2 separate regions of the Sus scrofa genome follow, and region 2 is linked to region 1. A link is a contact called in public Hi-C data. All regions are on one chromosome and are shown on one strand. The core of a region is the stretch at or near the end of the contact, and the rest is flanking DNA. Distances in the headings are between cores, read along the strand shown. Region 1 has its middle 25 kb from the start of ICOS. Region 2 has its middle 160 kb from the start of PID1.

Region 1 (6,168 bases), core at 3,223-5,722:
CGCGGTTAGCTGGTCGACACCTCCAGCTGTCTTTTAAGGCTCCCCAGCTAGGCCTGTGGTGGTGGTGGTGGTGGTGAGGTTTTGTGGCACAAGCTTTCTTGGTGGGTTTTGTTTTGAAGATGCAGATGTTGTTTAATTACCTTTAAAAGAAAAATCATTTCAAACTTTCTCTTGCTCCAGCTATAAGAGTTACCAAAAAAATTACAGCTATTCCTTTTTACGTGAGCTCCGAGCTGAATATAGAAACAAGACAACTAACCTGAAATGTGAGAGAAGAGAGCTGTGAGAAAACTAAATGCAAAACTTGACATTATTTTCATGTCTGAGGTGGAAAGTTTTCTCATATTGTCTCGGTGGGAAAAAGTCCCTTGAAGCTTTCCTTCTTGTCAAGCACCATCCATAGCAATAGAGGAAGAGAAAAAAAGAGCAGTCACTTTCCCCAAATAGTTTCCAAGTTGACTGGCCTGTTGGATACACTTTGTTTCACAGTGGCAATGTTTCCCTAAATACCGCCAGAATTTAAGGGAGTATTATCAGTTCCTCAAGGACATAAATTACCCAAGACGGATTCTAGAAGTTTCTTTTTGATGTCCCAACTGTGCACAAACTAGACAAAACCTACCTGTCTAGTTCATGGAGATCTAGTGTGAAAGCCCCACGGGCAATGCTACTCCAATTGCCCAGAACTGGAACCCAGAAATTGTTAAAGTAACCATAAAGGATTCAAAATATCCACGGAAATCCCTGTGTGTATGCCGGCCTTAAGTCAAAAGCATGGTGCCTGAAGCAACATCCTAATTGGTCAGATGTCGGTACACGCCCCATCAGAGGCGGGCAGTGATTGGCAGGTGAGGAAAGCCAGAGGTAAGACAGCAGAGTGGCAGGAGAACCTGAGAGGGAGCAGAGAAAGGACCATTGAGGGATGAAGTGAAAGGAGAGAGAGAACTGTGAGAAGGAAAGCAGTTTTCTAAGATTTAGCACGGGAACTTATTTGTTGAAAACATCCTACTCCACCTCCCAGGCTTACTTGGTTTTTTTAAAGTCTTCTATAAGAGGGCACCTCTGAAACTGAGAACTGATCTACAAGCTCCTCAAATTTCAAACCTCCTTGTTAGTCACCCAATGACTTGGGGTTTTGTTTTTGTTTCTGGGTTTTGCTTCTGTTTTTGTTATGTCCCAGTGCTGCTGGGGCTATGATTACCTTAATATGTCTACTTTTACTACATTTGACCTTTTATTTATATTTGTATGCAAAAATTAAAGAAATTTTGTAGCAGTAATTAAATGGAAAGCCAGTATTACCTGCCATATGTAAAAGGAGATGACATAAATAAAATAGAAACAATGCATTAAATTCTAGCCAGAGAGAGAGTGTGTTTGAGATTAGCAAATGTTAAAGAGGTAAAGATATAACAGCACTGAAGGAGACTTGTTCTTCAATGTAATCAAAGAGAATGAGAGTTGAAATGGGAAAAACTAGTCTCACTTTTGAGACAATGTTATTTCATGCCATGTCCAACTACAATCTGAACTCATTTATTTCTTATACCCCCTAAAACTAGTGGTATTCATCCCACACTTTGGAAACCACTGAGGGTGAGAGCATTTTGTTTTCTAAAAAAGACCTTGCTCTTTATAAGTTAATACATTTTTTCCTTAGAATAGCCACCAGTATCATCAGACTGAAGTCGACCTGAGTCCCCTTCTAGGAGTTAATCACCTCTGGGAGTTCTTAGAGTTTACAGAGAAGTCTAGTTCAGAGCTGGGAGAAGCACCACCCCAGAGAAATACTGTGAAGTAGTCTCTGGGCCACTGGATGATATCCTGTCACTGCATCTTCCCCTGAACTAACCAATATGGCAGCCTTCAGACACACGTGACTACTGAGTACTTGAGAATTTGTTAGGCCAAATGGAGATGCACTGTCAGTGTAAAATACACAGTAAATTTTTTTAAAACAGTGACAAAAAAGAAACATTAAAATAATGAACAATGAGTAGATATTGAAATGATAATATTTTTGATATATTGGGTTAAACAAAATATGTTGCTAATATTAAATTCACTTGTTTCTTTTTAATTTTTAAATTACTTTATTTTGAACCAGTTTTAGACTTACAGAAAATTTGCACAATTATAGGGTTCCCAAATGCTCTTCACCTAGCTTCCTTATAACCATAAAGCAATTTCAAAACCAAGAGATTAATGTTGCTAGAATACCATGAACTAAACTGCAAATTTCAAAGCTTTTTCCCACTGAGGTCCTTTTTTGTTGTTGTTCCTGGATCCAATCCAAGGTACAACAACAAATTTAATTATCATATTCCCTTAGTCTCCTTCATTCTATGATGGTTCCTCAGTCTTTCCTTGTTCAGATCCAGAATTTGAACTCAGGGAGAATTCCAGAGCCTGAACTTATAACCACTACACTTTCTAAAAGTCATGGCATCAGTTCATTCAGATTCCACCACTCAAGATTTACCAAGTATAAACTCAGTTTTAACTTTTTTTTACACAACATAGAGTGGGAGAATTGACATTTGTTTAAGTTTCCATACAATGTGCTAAGATTTTAACATGCATTATCTCATTAAATGCTCACAATAGTTCTATTATACAGATAAGAAAATTGAGGCTCAAGAAAATAGCATCTGGCAGAGGCTGGGTGTCACATATTTAACTATCTTCCCATTATACTCACACATGCTCTAGTTGGCTCAGCTGTGTAAGTGCTTCATTTCATCAGCTTTTTAATATTTTAATAATTTTGACAAGTTGGTTCTCTAAGGATTCTATCCATCATCGGGTTTTATGATAATTGACAATGACCCTGATGTTCAAAATGGAGCTGCCTGTGATCAAATACAGAATCCATTGGATTCATCAATACCCACTCCGGTGGCTGAATGACAGAATCTTCTTTAATAAAAGAGTAGAACTAGGCACCACTTCCTGGGTCTGTGCTGCTCCAGTGGAGACAGGCAGAGTGTGACCCAAATGGAATATTCCAAGGACTCCTGAGCCCAAAGCAGGTGTTCTGTTTGTTCAGTCGGGTTGCCCTTTATTTTAAAGGTAATGAGGTGATTAAAAAGAGTCCTGTGTAGTTAAACATACTTATATAAGCTGTGGGGGTGGCTGATAAATATTTTTAAGTATTAAAAATATGTCTGCGTCCTTTTTTAATGTCCCAAGTACTAGAGATTTCCACAATTCCCAAATATAGCCACTAGAGGGTGCTGCCAAATCATACTTAAATCACAAAATCAGCAGCTGAATAAATAAATGCTTTTGTCCTGTTTCTGCAATCAAAACAAAAAAGAAAAAGAAAAAAAAAAGAAATTTCCATACGCATGAGTGCAATTCAGTATAAAAAGGGGCAGGATTTTTTTTTTTTTTTAAACAATGCACAGTACAGGCCCATCAAGCAGCAAAAGCAATGAATTCCTGTACTGCCAACAGATTCAAGTAAATCTCGGTAAGAAGTGATAGACAAATTGATGTAGTGATACCTTTGCTTGAATTGTTCTCTTAGAAGAATTTTGTATTTGCATTGAAGGAGATGATTGCCTGAAAAGCTGTGCACTTTTTGTCATGCTTTGCTTTGGGGGGTAGTGAAAACGCTTCCACACAGAGATTTGAGAAGGAAACTGAGATCTCCTTGGAGGACTGCAGTATCCCAGTGAGGGCAAGAAAACCAGCTGATATTGATATGCATCTTGTCAGGCTCAGGCTGAGAACAGAGCATGACCCCAGCACCTGCTGGGATATGACCTGAACCACCTGAAGAGAATAGACAGTCAGGAGGCAGGTTTGCCCCAACTCACTGTGAACATACGTTCTGAAGTTCATTGTCAGACCCATGTTTGGAATTGAGAGAAGTGTGAAAGATGATTAGAGTCTTCAGGCTGCCAATCAAATTCTATGCAATCTGTAGGGCAGATTTTATCAGGAGGAGAGGGGAGCAGCCTGCACTGAGCACTTATCCTATACCACCACCCCATATCTTACCCTATTTTACTCTCAAGGCAAGTTTAAGGTGAGTATTATTATCTCATTTTGTAGATGACTGGGATCAGACATAAAAACTCCCTCAAAGTCCTATAACCAGCAAAGTCAGAGATAAGCCAGATGAACTCAAAGCCTGTGCCCTTTGACTTAACCCACTCCTATACCTAGTGCATGCTTTCCGTGTACCAGATACTCTTCCAAGTACGTCACGCATCATTTCATTTACAACCACAGTAGGTCTAACAAAGAGGTACTGATGCTGTTATTGACATTTTAAAGGTGAGGCAACCAAAGCTCAGAGAGGCTAAGATGTAAAATAGCTGCAAGGTGACTTCCATGAATTCCAAACCAGGCCATGAAGTTCCAGAACTGTTGTTGTGAAACAAACCGCCACCCAGGGCCCCTCAGCAGGCACTCAGATGTTGGCTGAGTTACAAATCCTCAGACCAAAGGCCATGACTGCCTAAAGGGAAAGGGTTTCTCTCCCTGTACACACCATTAGATTAAGTAACGCTTGCTTGGAGCGTATTTGCTGGGTTCCTCTTTTCGTGCTTTATATTTATGATATCATTTGGTTCTCACAGTAGTCCTTGGAGAAAGGAATAGTATCTCCATGTTTAGATGGGGATACTTGTGCCAGAAAGGTTACTTAACCTACCCAAGGATATGCAATTAATAAATAGCAGAAGTAAGACTAAAATGTAACATCTGTTTAACTTGGAAGGATTTTCATGAAGTATTGTTGAATAAGAAAAGCCAAATCCCAAAAAGCACACACATTGCATTTATATAAAGAATTACATCAACACGGAAAAAAAATAGAAACAAACATCTTAGGTTGTTAATCTAGGTTATAGGAGAAGGTGTGGTAAGGATGTAAAAAGTATATACAACACGTATTTTTTTCCATAGGTGAAAACTATGCATCTGTGTGAGGATAGGTACATAAAGTTATACAATTTAAATAAAAATTATGACAAATAAAAATAATTAAATAAGTTAATAGATATTTGATAAAAGTCGGTAGCCATTTTTGGTTAAAGCTCTTAGAACAAACACTTTATGGATCTGTCTTTCTCATCCTGGATTATTAACAGAAATCAAAAGTAAGCATGATATTTAAGTTTAAAACTCTGAGTGTATTCGAGTTAGAGTCAGAAACAAGACTAGGAATCCAACTATTATTCTCTATTATTCAACATTGTTCTGGAAGTTCTAGTTCATGCAATAAGGACAAAAAAAAAAAAGAATTAAGAAGGTGAAATCTTTAGAAAGGAAGACACAAAATTACATGTGCAAGTAATTCTGTTATAAAAGAAAAAATACACATATTTTTGTCAATACAAAAATGCCTTCACACAACATAGAACCAATCCTAGATACCATTATTATTTATTTATTTAATTTTGCTTCTTAGGGCTGCACGCAGGGCATATTGAAATTCCTATATGGGGGTTGAATCAGAGCTAGGGGCCAATCGGAGCCATCACAGCCACAGAAACATGGAATCCAAGCTGCCTCTGTGACCTACACCACAGCTCGCGGCAATACCAGATCCTTAACCCACTGAGTGAGGCCAAGGATCAAACCCACATCCTCATGGATGCTAGTCAGGTTCATTACCACTGAGCCACGACAAGAACTCCACTAGACACCACTTTTAAATTGGCAAAAATTAACGTTGGTGCCATTTTAACTCCTTTACCACCTATCACCTGGTAGTTCCTACCCCTCCAAGTCTTGGGGCTGTTATGTTTCTCTAAGCTCCAGGTGGTTTTTAAGGTGAGTTCTAGAACAACAACAGCAACAGCAGGGAGCTCTCATCTCTAGAAAGGGGGGAAGTGTTGAGAACACTGACTGCTGTGGAAGCAAATCATTTCTCTGCAGAAATATGATAGGTGGAATAAGATCCAAAAAAGTAAGGACTGCATGGAACATTAACATGGTAATGGTGGTAAGGAACATACATATCCATGCAACTACACACATGCGTGTGTGTCTTTTATACATAACACAAATAATTACAGATATTAAAGGCCAAACATGTAGCAAAAGGATATTTAAAAGTTAAAATTAGATTCTAGTGCTCTAGAGAGAAGAAAAAAATATTCTTTGCAAAAGGAATAAAATAAGCAAATTAGATGGCATCGGACTTCTAGA
Region 2 (5,850 bases), core at 1,207-3,706, about 23 Mb before region 1:
TGCTCACGCTAGTCCTGGGCCCCCAGCTCCCTGCTGGCCCCCCACTGAGGAGCCTCGTCTACCTTCAGGTTGATTCTCCATGCCTCTGCATTCTACTTCATCTCTGAATATAGGCCTGCACTGCCTCCCACCACCAACATCCCTGTGAAGGATTTCTCAGGAGTGGATCCAGCTTCCAGGGCTCTTCCTCTGACACGTGTGCATCTCTCAGTCTTTAATGAGGACACACCTTGGGAAAGCCCACCACTCTCTCCCTGCCATCCCAGATGGATGCCAACTCAGCTCAAGGTAGGTTTCTTATGGCTATTCTCTCCTGGTGGCGATTCCTGTCTCCCTTTCTCATCTCTGGAATTCCCAGCAAGCCTTGTGCTCAAGTGTAACTTTGGATCTTCTAACAGAAAATGAGATGTGTTTTAATTCTCCAGGAACTGATCATGTTCACTGACAGAGAAAAATCTTTTCCCTTAGGATCCAGAGCTATGGCTGTATCAAAATCTGTCTCAGTCAGCATTCTCCAAGAAACAGAACCAATAGGATATTACACGTGTGGGTGTGTTTGTGTATGTGTGTGTGTATAAATATATTGTGGGGGCTGGCAAGGAGAGATATAGTTGAAACCCAACTGATAAGCCAGATAAAATACCGTCAATTTCCACGATAGAGTGGTTTTTAGGGAATAAATGCAAAGGTAATGTTTTGTGTCTGTTTGATATACAATCAGATATCAAACATTCTTTTCCAGGAAAATAAAAATTTCTTTTTAAAGGAAGAACATTCTAGAAAATATATTCTCTCAGGGAGTCTGGTTCCCAATCTGGCTGAAACTTGATGTGAAGGAAAGTATTAACAGAAGAAAAAAAAACTATCAAATTGGAAGAGGAAAAGTGTATTAAATTATTTATATAAAATGTATTTGTTTGGAAGATTTACAAAGCTAAATTGAGATATTTATATAAAGGAGAATATTTTGCAGATTGAGTTACTAGAAACAGAATGTACTAAATGTGTCACTTTGGAAGAACATGTGTGGGTCAGCGAGGTATGTGAAGAAATGGGCTAGATAAACAGAGGCTGTCAAGATTCCGTGCTCTCAAGATCACAGCATACACCCGAGCCAGGACCTTCGTTTGAGCAAGTGGTTTGAGATCTCAATTAAAAAAAACAATGTCCTTTTTGCCCAGGAATGAAGTTCTCCCCTCAAGCTAATGATTTATAATGAGCAGAACCACCTGCAAATGAATTAGGAAGTAGTTAGGAGTAAAACAATAATCCTGCAAGTTTCCTCTTTGGAAATAGGATTTGGGGTGCATTTGGAAGGGGTTTGAGATGAGATGATGGATAGAGAAGGGTTTGGGTTGGAAATCAAAGAGATATTCCTTTCTACTGAAGTGCATCTTGGGCATGGTACATGATGGCCATTTATCTTGTCACTCATTGGCTCAAATAAGCCGGGTGGAATCCTGGCTTATCTGGCACTCTCTTTGGATGGAAGCGCCTCCAAGAGGATTAAACAAGATCTGGGTATTAAGTCAAGGCTGTAATGCTATTTTAGGGAGAAAGATATTTTTAAAGAGGGATTTGTGGCAGTCAGAGTAGTTGAGGAGCATGGGTTGGAGTGGTTATGTGGGAAACCTTGGAAAGAAGGTCTTGTTTGAGAAGTAGATGGAGCAACCTGACTAGAGTAAGCACACTGTCAGGAGACTAAAGCTCAGAATTAGTGCAGATCTGAGAAAATGAATAAGGATAGAGGGTGTGCATGTTAGGGGGTCAGAGCCAACGGGATGGACAAACTCCCACTGCTTGGGTATATGATGAGACTAACTGATAAGAGGAAGAAATATGATAAAAGTGGTCTGTTCTACAATCTCATCGTGAGATAGCAAAAGAAGTTTAAGGTAAGCAGGGAAATATTAAGAGCATTTAGGCACTTCAGATGGCTTCACTTTATAAGGACTAAAATTAACGGACCTGTACGTGAGCTCAGAGTCACTATCAGGAAATTTTGAACCATCTGACCCTGGAGGATGAAAGTAGGGCCAGGAGATTTGTGATGAACAAATGCTCTTCCAGTTTTGAAAAAGGAATTCTGCAAACTACACCCGGGCAAATCTGTTTTATTCCAGGGATAGCTTCTAAAATAGAATATTAAACAGATGGCTTGTGAGCACAGAGAAGAGGAAGCAGTGACTCACTAGGGAAAGTCATGCCAAACTCATAATCATTCTCTTTTTTTATTACATACACTCCTAGATTGGTGGAACAGGAAACATCGGGGGAAACCTTTGGAAAAGACTGCCTTAATTTCAAAAGAGCATTTGCCAAGGACTCTCATGATACTTTGGTAAACACCATCACGGACTCTTAGCTGGCTGTTGGGACCGGCAGGTGAAATTGTGGCTGGCTGAAGAAGAGCTTCCAAAAAGGGTTGATTAATAGGGTGATCTCAACAGGAGGCAATGCTAAAGAGGACCATCACGTGGCTTGGTTCTGGGCTGATTTCAGCTTTGCTTGGCTCAGGACATAGAAGGCCACATAAAATTTGCAGATAATCCAAAGCTGAGTGACAAAAAGGAGCTACACCGACAGATGCAAGAGTTGAGATTCAAAATTATTTTGACATCTAGCACTTTAGGAAGACACCAATGAGATAAAATTTAACAAGGGCAAATGTAAAATTCTATACTTAGAACTTTGTGGGTACAGAATATTAATGACCTGCCCACATTTCAGACCCCTCCGGCTCTAAGTCTGACTATAGAATCCACACGTCTGCTTTTTTCCCCACTGGCATGCCTCTTGAATTTTCTTGGCCCTAGGTGAGGATGTAAGAAATCTTTTATCAGTATTTCCAGCCATGCTGTTGGACTAGCTCTGTAGTTCATATTGGAATTCTTACCTTGACACAATGTCCATGATAACTGAGCCCCTTACTGTTATCCCAGACCCCACGGCCCTGCTCTCCATCTCTCACTGGCTTTGTCCCTGAATCAGTTGCTCAACACCTGGCCATTTGGATCTTCATGACATTTGATGTTAGGAAACTCAGCAATCTCCCTGCACAGGCTCTGCTTCAATAATTATCCTTTATTTTGGTTTCTGTTTGGGTTTCTGATTGGGCTTCTGTTTGCAGTATGTTATTTCTAAGTTTGACACAAGATCTGAATGCACTTCAAGCACTTTCCTCCCATAGACTGCCTGGAAAGAGAGATTTAGACCCAAGGCATAAAAGTGATCAGCTAGGTTGAGGTTGAAGTTGAAGTGAGGGTCTCCAAAGAAGCAGGGGTAGAGAACATGAATACGAGAGCTAAGAACTGCAGTCTGAGGGAGATCAAGGGAGTCATGGTGAAAGAGGAGACATCAAAAAGAAAGAAAAAGACAGCCAGAATGGTGCGAGGCCAACCAAAGGTGACAACTCCCAAGAGGCAAAGATGTGGACATAAGAAAGGATTGACCAGTCCTGCTAATGCTGCCAAGATGTGGACCAGGATAAAAGACCTGAAGTATTTTACTGGATTTGTCAAAAGCTAGGTGACCAATGACATTGGCAAATACAGCTTCTTGGGGAGAAATGGAGGAAAAGGTAAATTGCTAAAGGTTAAGACGGAAGAGGTTTGGAGAAATGGACATGGTAAGAATCACTTGTACTCTCGAATAAAGGAAAGAGAATGAGAGGGCAGCAGCTAGAAAGGGGTAAAGGGTTAGATGTGTGAATGTGTACTCACAGTCAGGTTAGGTGAGGGAGGAGGGGGTGTATGTGTACTCACAGTTGTTTACATATGGCTGGGAAAATGGTATCAGAGGAAGGAATGGAAGAATCACCAAAAAAAAAAAAAAAAAAAATCAAGCAAATGTTACTCCTAAATGCTTTACCATCAGTACCTCTGGCACTGAAATATAAAATTGCCCTCTGGACATCCCCTTCCCACTACTTTTTTTTTTTTTTTCATTTTATGCTTCTCCTTGTCATTTGTCTCTTATCCCCTCTCCTCTATCTCTCAGAAACCAAATAAGTGTCTAGAATGAGGTGAGATAGCATAGTGTGGGCAGAGCTAAGGGGTAGAGTGAAGGAAGGTTTTCTACTTTTACCAATTTCCCCATTTATCGCCCTCCACATCTCTCTCCCCCTGAATCTTAAGGTTCTGATTATAAAGAAATAAGATGGAATTTGTGCCTTTTTTTATTGTCAGTGTGGGTGCTGTTTTGCATTTTTGTTAAAATTATTATTAGCCTTGAGGGCTGATTCTCTTTTATCCCATTGTCTAATGTTCAGTTGCATATCTTTGCTTTTCTTTTCCTTTTTTTTTTTTTTCCTTTCTGGGCCACACTGCAGCATATGGAAGTGCCAGGGCTAGGAGTTGCATTGGAGCTACAGCTGCTGGCCTACACCACAGCTCATGGCAACGCTGGATCCGAGCTGAGTCTGTGACCTACACCAGAGCTCAGAGCAACACGGGATCCTTAACCTACTGAGTGAGGCCAGGGATCGAACCTGCATCCTCACGGATACTAGTTGGAATTATTTCCACTGAGCCACAGGGGAACTCTTGTGTTTCTACTTTATTCATTCAGTACATATTTGTTGACTCTTGGCTCTTGAAATTTGTAGTCGAAGACGACTACGGTGGAGGATGCAGAGCATGGCACCCTTCATAGTTCCATCAATGAAGGCACGAGGAAAAGAATTGCATGTAGCTTCCCATCCATCTGTGATGGAATAAGTGGTAAGAGAAAGGACCTAAGCACCTTTATGGCCATTACTTTTTGAATGTTTGTTACTGCATCCCTTTTAATCCAATAGTGCAGTCAGCCAAAACTTTGTGTATTGATTTTTATGGCTCTAGTAGGCTTGGTCAATCAAAGTGCTTGGCCTGGCTTGTTTCCGTTACCCTGTTAGTTCATAGTTCTACTGCATCCTTTATCTTTCTCTTCTGAACTTATGCAGTGTGATCAGTGAACTCTAGGCTGGGTCTTGGAACTGCCAAAACATTTGAAGTTGAGGCAGAAAATCTGACTGCACATAGGAGTAATCCTGTCATTTCTCTTTTTGGTGGGGGAAGAAAGCCAGCCAGTTCTTTAGTTCACTTCCTTAACTGGCATTCACGCCTCTGCTGCTTTCATGATCCTTGGTGGTAAATGTTGCAAAGAAATATTTTCAAGTTCTGCAAATTTTTGTGCTTAAAGAAATTGCTTTCTAGTTTTTTTTTTTTTTTTTTTTTTTTTGGTAACAAAGATTTTGATGAAGTCCATCTCTGCTGGGCTGGGTGCCACAAACAAGAGTCAACATGAGAAAAATCATTAAAGCTAAGTGTAATTTGGGAGTTCCCATTGTTGCATAGTGGAAACGAATCCAACGTGTATCCATGAGGATGTGGATTCAATCCCTGGCCTCGCTCAGTGGGTTAAGGATCTGGTGTTGCTGTGAGCTGTGGTGGAGTTTGCAAACATGGCTTGGATCTGGCGTTGCTGTGGCTGTGGCATAGGCTGGCAGCTGAGGCTCCAGTTCTAACCTAGCCTGGGAAATTCCATATGCTGTGGGTCCGGCTCTAAAAAGCAAAATAAATAAATAAATAAATAAATAAGGTGTAATTTCTGTGGATAGATGATTTAGTGTCTTTTCTATGCACGTATTGGCTTACTGATTTGTAAGGATTCCCTCACACCTACCAAACTGATCAAGGATCATCTTATTTGAAAGCCTTCTCACTCAAATCTGGAACAAGACAGGGATGCCCACTCTCACCACTGCTATTCAACATAGTTTTGGAAGTCCTAGCCACAGCAATTAGACAAACAAAAGAAATTAAAGGCATCCATATAGGAAGAGAAGAGATAAATCTGTCACTGTATGCA

What was found. A called contact is a pair of places that touch in the nucleus more often than the background predicts.
Region 2: a Hi-C map of retroperitoneal adipose tissue shows a contact between it and region 1, with 9 times the contacts expected there. The contact joins two enhancer-like sites. A contact is called at or near these places in 4 of 47 Hi-C or Micro-C datasets (mesenteric adipose tissue, omental adipose tissue, retroperitoneal adipose tissue and 1 more).

The regions. Positions count from the first base shown.
Region 1 is chr15:107,321,780-107,327,947 of Sscrofa11.1, reverse strand. No RefSeq gene overlaps it. Among named protein-coding and RNA genes, the nearest start is that of ICOS, 25 kb to the left of the region's middle. Within about 2 kb of position 4,472, at least 14 of the 83 cell types and tissues checked have an H3K27ac peak or open chromatin away from gene starts, as enhancers often do. A contact at or near this core is called in retroperitoneal adipose tissue, where this site is marked.
Region 2 is chr15:130,369,612-130,375,461 of Sscrofa11.1, reverse strand. No RefSeq gene overlaps it. Among named protein-coding and RNA genes, the nearest start is that of PID1, 160 kb to the right of the region's middle. Within about 2 kb of position 2,456, at least 10 of the 83 cell types and tissues checked have an H3K27ac peak or open chromatin away from gene starts, as enhancers often do. A contact at or near this core is called in retroperitoneal adipose tissue, where this site is marked.